2 separate regions of the Zea mays genome follow, and region 1 is linked to region 2. The links are chromatin contacts, called in public Hi-C maps. All regions are on one chromosome and are shown on one strand. Each heading gives the region's core, a stretch centred on a gene start, on an enhancer-like site or on the middle of the called end of the contact. The rest is flanking DNA. Distances are from core to core; before and after follow the strand shown.

The links. A called contact is a pair of places that touch in the nucleus more often than the background predicts.
Region 1: a Hi-C map of ear shows a contact between it and region 2, with 2.0 times the contacts expected there. The contact joins the promoter of LOC100285601 here to the promoter of LOC100191999 in region 2. A contact is called at or near these places in 2 of 25 Hi-C or Micro-C datasets (bundle sheath and ear).

The regions. Positions count from the first base shown.
Region 1 is chr8:124,764,935-124,768,238 of Zm-B73-REFERENCE-NAM-5.0, forward strand. LOC100285601 reads right to left here and starts at 1,594. Exons shown (of 4, transcript NM_001366732.1): 1 at 1,582-1,594; 2 at 1,396-1,489; 3 at 1,021-1,283; 4 at 580-907. The coding sequence starts at 1,446. The coding sequence ends at 673.
Region 2 is chr8:124,308,609-124,311,869 of Zm-B73-REFERENCE-NAM-5.0, forward strand. LOC100191999 (Cytokinin-O-glucosyltransferase 1) reads right to left here and starts at 1,478. Exons shown (of 1, transcript NM_001137423.2): 1 at 1-1,478. The coding sequence starts at 1,246.

The DNA of each region.
Region 1 (3,304 bases), core at 344-2,843, 460 kb after region 2:
AAACATCCCCTATCCGTACCAATGCCTTTTTTTTAACCCTGTAAACAAGTTACCGATGGCATGCCCTTTGCACCTTCCAGTCTTCTACGTGGCACGGCCCAAGTAAGCAGGCCGAGACACGCCATACATGAACACTTGACCGAGCCGGCGATGGACTATAGGTTACTTCCGAACGCCCTGCTATGTGGGCCGAAACAATGAAGACACTTGTTCCATTCGATACCAAGCAAGAGGAACATAGGAGCACCGGTCACATGAATGACGCCATAATTATTAATTAATATGGGTCCGATTACCAAATTTCACACAACAATACAATCGAAACCACCACGAAAACATGGAATGCATATCATACCTCGTGTACATGTAATAACGAGGACATATCTGGTGTACATGGAAGCTTAGTATATATGGTGCACATATTAAATCATCACTATTTATTTTAGATTTAACGTCTCTAGTTGATCATTGCAATTTATAAATAATATTTTCCACCGCTATACTTCACCACGTCGGAGGGTGTTCTTAGCAAAATATACCAACAACTAGAGACATTATATCTAAAATGAGTAATGCTGATTTAATATATGCACCATGTACACTAAATTTATATATGCACCAGATATGTTCCCTATAATAATTATGTATACGTATAGGAGGGTGCGAGCGATATCAGGCGGAGCCGCCCTTGAGCCTCTTGGCGATGCCGGCGAAGTACTTGCCCTGGTGGAAGGCGTGCTCCAGCTCCAGTTCCGTCGGCCACCGCGACCCGTCCCCGGCGAACGTGCCCGCGCCGTACGGGCTGCCGCCGTGCACGCTCTCCATGTCGAATATCTTGGCGCCGAACGTGTACCCCACAGGCACGAACACCATCCCGTGGTGCGTCAGCTGCGTCACCGCCGTCAGCCTGGCCGCCACGCCAAGGGGGAAACGTTACCCACTGCTTCTGCGATTCGATCGGTTGGTGCTGCAAGGGGAAGGAAACATGTTGTGAAAAAAGGAGAGGAGACGGCTGCTCACGGCGTGGTCTCCTGGCCGCCACCCTGGGAGCCGGTGCTGAAGAAGAGGCCGGCGGGCTTGCCGGCCAGGCTCTGCTCGCGCCACAGCCCGCCGGTCGCGTCGAAGAAGGCCTTCATCTGCGCCGCCATCATGCCGAACCGCGTGGGGAACCCGAAGAGGACGCCGTCGGCCTCCGCCAGCTCCTGCGGGGTGATGACCGGCGCGTCGGTCTTGGGTGGCGCGCCCATCTTGCCGAGCACCTCCTCGGACAGAATCTCCGGGACCTTCGCGTGTGAAAGTGAAACCGATGGGAATTTGGCGGTGACCATTCCAGACTCACACAACACATTGGTTCTAGCTAACTCGAAGATTGCACCGTTGCTGACAGACACTGACCTGCCATACTTTGACCTCCACGCCTTCAACTGAAGCGGCGCCTTTCTTCATCTCCTCAGCAAGCTTGGCAACGTGCCCGTAGGTGGAGTAAAACCTGTTGAGAAAATGGGAGCGCTTTTTACTGATGCCCGATCGAGAAGAGAACCAAAACAATCTAGTAGTACAGTACACAGGTCAGTTTCTCACTTTCAGTAAATACACAATTCTCATTCATCAATCAAGGAACATTATGAATAGTAAGTGTCAAATAGATTTCGGCGTAAAGATGTACTGGAAAGAAACAGGTGTTCGACATCTTCTAATCAAGGGTTTCTAGATGCTCTTGCTTTTTGGGTAGTTGGACAATCTCATTCAGGCAGGCAGCAAAACTAAGGCATGGGTGTAATATTATTTACTTATACCAAACGGCATTAGAGTGGTTGTCTATCCTTTTAACCTGTCATATAGATGTGACTACAGCCAAAGATCGAGATGCGTTGTGGATTGAAACCTACACCGTGGGTTACCAATAACAATATGATGCTAATTTTTTGCTGCTCAAAAGCGACATCATGTGAGGTGTGTGTGTTCCTCAAAACTGAAATGCTGCCTGTTCCATGGTGAATCGTACTCAGAAGACGAATGGACCCGCATGCCATGTTGTTTGGATGCTAGTTTTCTACGAAACAAATACTCAAGAGAAGCAAAACTGTCCATCAAGTAAAGGGTCCATGAGTGTGATGCGAAAGTTGGAAGCAACAGCAACGAGAGTCAAGAGGTAGCAAACCAAGCATGCATGCCCATCAGCAGACAGAGTGGAACTGCACTGTTGTAGTGGAAAATACCTATCAACAGAAAAAGGGCATCTGTGGATTGCATAATTGCCCACAAGAGAAAAAAGTAATGTGTCGTTGAGGTGGTGCATTCTAGAAGTTTGCGTGTACAGACGGAGACTCGGTCACACAAAAAAACAGGAAAGAGTATATTATTACGACTGATGCATTTTTTTAAATCTTTTTGAACAAAAGAGAAAGTGATGCATTATTTTTATCTTTTTGAGCAAAAGAGAAATCGGTATCATTTTCCATTGTAGTAGGAGTAGGTTTCACGTCCATGCTTGGATTTCCATCTCAAACAAAAGATAGAAAGTAAATATGATAAAGATCCCTGATAAGTGATAGATTAACCTCGAGTTCAGTTACTTGGACATGTGGTTCACTCTGCCTAATACAAATGTAGGTTCCATATTTTAAATGTTGAGTCGTCCTTTTATATGTATATAAATATAAAAAAGGGGGGATGTTCCGTTGTACTACGTACTAGCAGCAGGAGGGAAACAAAAAAAAACTAAAATCGCATCGCTAAATCAAATGCCCTTATGCTCTCAGCAGCTGGTGGGAGCAAGGAGTTGGTGAAGATGTCATACATGACCAAATGAAATGGTTTTCAAAGCAGCCGTCCTTGATAATAATGATAGCAGCAACCTAATCAATCGGCATAGAGCCCCCGCCTATTAGGCTGAGCGACAACAACGCCAATATCATCAGGACGTTAGCGCTTCCACGACATATATTTAGAACCCCTAGCCAGCTAACAAACTATTAGCCATGTAATAAACTAATTGTTTGCGTAACCGAGAAACCGGTAAAATTTACCGTTCTCAGCGTCATTGTTATTAAAACGTCGCTTAAACGTCGTTTAAACGATAAAACGTAGTTAGAGTTTAGAACGTCCGATCGTTTTAGCAAAAACACGTAGAACGTCCGTTTATCACGTTTAAACATCGCTTAAACGTTGTTTTCTCGTTTTCGAACGTTCTAGGCGTGTTCAGGACGTTCTACGTGTTATTGGGCCTTTCACAAGCCAAAAAATACACAGGGCTGCCAGGCGTCCTGTGCTGACAGCCTCCCTCCTCTCCTCTCCTCTGCCC
Region 2 (3,261 bases), core at 228-2,727:
CCGCCTCCGCCGGCACGAGCTCCCTCTCCTCGTACCTCGTGCTCCGCGCCCCACTCCAGACCCGCTCCCCGATCCCGAGCACGTCCGTCACCAGCCTCTCCTCGATGAACTGGTCGAACACCAGCGGCCACGTCAGCATCGGCACGCCGGCCGCCGCCGCCTCCAGCAACGAGCTCGACCCGCAGTGCGTCAGGAACGCGCCCACCGCTGGATGGGCCAGCACCGCCGTCTGCGGAGCCCACCCTCTCACCAGCATCCCCCTCTCCCCGACGCGCTGCTCCCAGCCCTCCGGCGGCGTCCACCCGTCGGCCCTCACCACCCACAGGAACGGCTCCCCTGAGGCCTCCAGGCCGAGCGCCAGCTCCCGGAGCTGGTCCTCCGAGATGGCGGCGTAGGTGCCGAAGCACACGTACACCACCGAGCAGCTTGGCCTGGAGTCGAGCCACCTGATGCATGGAGACTCGCTGGTGCCTGCCGCTGCCGCCGGCAGCGGCAGTGAGACGGGGCCGACGAAGTAGCAGCGCTTCAAGGATTTGGCGCGCACGTTCGCCTCGCGGTACTCCTGCTCCATGCCTGCGAACGTGTTGTAGGCGACGCCCAAACACCTGGCCTGCGCCGCGTTGCAGGGGCTGAACGTGCCTTGGTCCTTCGCCGGGCGTCTCAGGAACTCCGGCAGCTCGCTGACGGGGATCCGTATCTCCGGCCCTGGCAACCCGGGAACGGTAACGTCACGCGACCCAGAGACGACGGCGCCGGCGAGGATGCGCATGACGAGACCCGAGAAGGGGGCGATGACACTGAAAACGACGCACGGCAGGCCCAGCTCGGCGGCGATGCTGCTGGTCCAGAAGAAGTGGTAGTCCGACACGACGGCGTCGGGGGACCGCTCCCTGAGGAGCGCCTCCTGCGCCGGCCGCGAGAGGGCCTCGTCGATGGCGGCGGCGTCGATGCGCCACGCGTCGTCTCCGGCGGTGGAGAGGTTCTCCACGCCCGGAGCGAGGCCATCCACGCGCGGGAACGGGTACGTGACGATCCTGACCGTGCCGCTCGCCGCGGGGCCGTGGCGCTCGAGCGCCGACCGGACCACCGCAACATTGGCCGGGGTCACGGCGACGGTGGGCTCGACGGCTCCTGGCCTGGCTGCCGCGAGACGGACGGCGAAGTCGATGTAGGGCCCGATGTGGCTGGTGGCGAAGAATGGGATCAGAAGTATGCGCATCTTCTTGCTCTGCTTCGCTGAAGCCATGGCTGTTGCTGCAGCTTGTATTGGTCCGAGCCTTTTTTGAGGAGCAGCAAGACTGCTGCAAGAGCTGTCTTGCTACTTTGATTAAATCAAGCGGTAGGTTGGATGCGCAAGCCAGCCTGCTAATCTCGTGGGCAGTAATCAAATATATGGAGTAGATGCATGTCTTATGTTCATTGACCTATGAACTCTCAGTTAAACACTCTATCTGTAAAACCAGAGGCTGCCAACTTCACGTCCAGTTGTTTGTTTCTGCCTTTGGACCACAAATAATGTACAGATGCGGTGACATGGTGGCATGGGGGCACTGCCACTGCAAGGCTGTCAACTTCTACCTGCATGTCAGACTTGACGCAATACCTCACATGCAGCTTCACAAAATAACAATGCTATAACAATTTCTGGTTAAAGTATTTAAGAGCATCAATTTTTTAACTCTTTATTTAACTCCCTATTTACCTCTCTATAAATACATGCGAGTTATTTTGGCTAGCCCGAGAGTGAAAGAACCAATTTATAGAGCCAGATATTTTGATATTAATTAGTTAAAATTTAGTTTAACCAGGAAAATTTATAATGATTATTAGATTTTTATTTAAAAATATTTTTATATTATTTATTTAGTGTCATAAATATTAATATTTGTATCTATAGATTTTATTATTTTTTAGATACGTTAATAAAAATATAGGAGTGTAAAGTGTTAATAAAAATATAGGAGCGTTAGTAAAAAAACAATGTTTGGTGTGGCTCCTCATCAAATCTTTTGGAGAAACCAGAGAACTCGAGAATGAGTCCCTTTCTGCAGATTTGGCTCCTAGCCAAAAATGTCTGTTTCTCTACTATTCACAAGGAAATACCTCTTTCTCTTAAAAATATTTGGTACCCTCCTATACACAGACTTCTGCCGGAAGAGATGTCATTTCTTTACAGTGACTTCCGATCACTGATGTGAGGCAATGGCCGACCCTCGGGAAAATTACCGGAGATGATCCGATTGCTACCAGGAGAGCCAAATCACTAAATCCCCAAAGCTTTTTTTTATTATTATTTCTCCCCTTCACTGCAACCTTGCCAGAGTGCACATGCATATTCAAATACTACATAATTACGTAGTTAGTTGCACATGCGTTAGTACGATTTTTATATTTTCTTTCTGTCCTAAAATAATATTTATTTTAGAAAGTGTTAATAGATTCATGAAATATTTAATGTTTGTGTTTTATATATGTGTCTAGGTTTATTATCATCAATTTGAATATGGACACAAAAATAAAGATCTAAAACGAATAGTATGACGGAGGGAGTATCATATATGTAGATCATATAAGAAATTTTGTCTTACTTATATATATCAATACTTTGACTTTTCAGAGAATATAACACAACGATCTTAAAGAGTTAGAGTAAAGTTTTGCAGAATATATTTGCTACTTGGCATGTTACTATCCGGTGGTTTCTACGTCGTGGTTGTCATATGTGGTTCACGATTATCTATTAAATATATGCGAGTACAATTACATATGTGTCCGTATTTTGTCATAAAATATTGCCATTGTTTTAATAAAACATACCATTATGCACATATTTTAAATGTATGATGTGTTAAATTCAAAACTGTAAAAATAATGTCTAAATCTTCGATTCAAAACAGGGGTAAAGTCACAAAGAACCAACTAAAGTGAGGCAAAATCATATAGCAAAAATTGTCATTTTATCTCAGAATCAACACTATTGCAATGACTTGATAGAACAAAGGCAAAATTTGCCTACAATTTTAAATTGCAGAGGTAAAAACATAAAGTTAAAAATCAGGGCAAAATCACTATAAGGCCTCAAAGTAGGGGTATAAATGTTTAAGCCCCTATATCTGTTACTATTCAAGAATATTTAAAATAAATCAGATAACATAAATATTGCTAAAAAGACACAAATCATCGCTGCTACAAATATAATGCCAGTTTATCAGGGCTTACACAGACACTATCTATATACGTATATAAGGTCATGAACTTTAT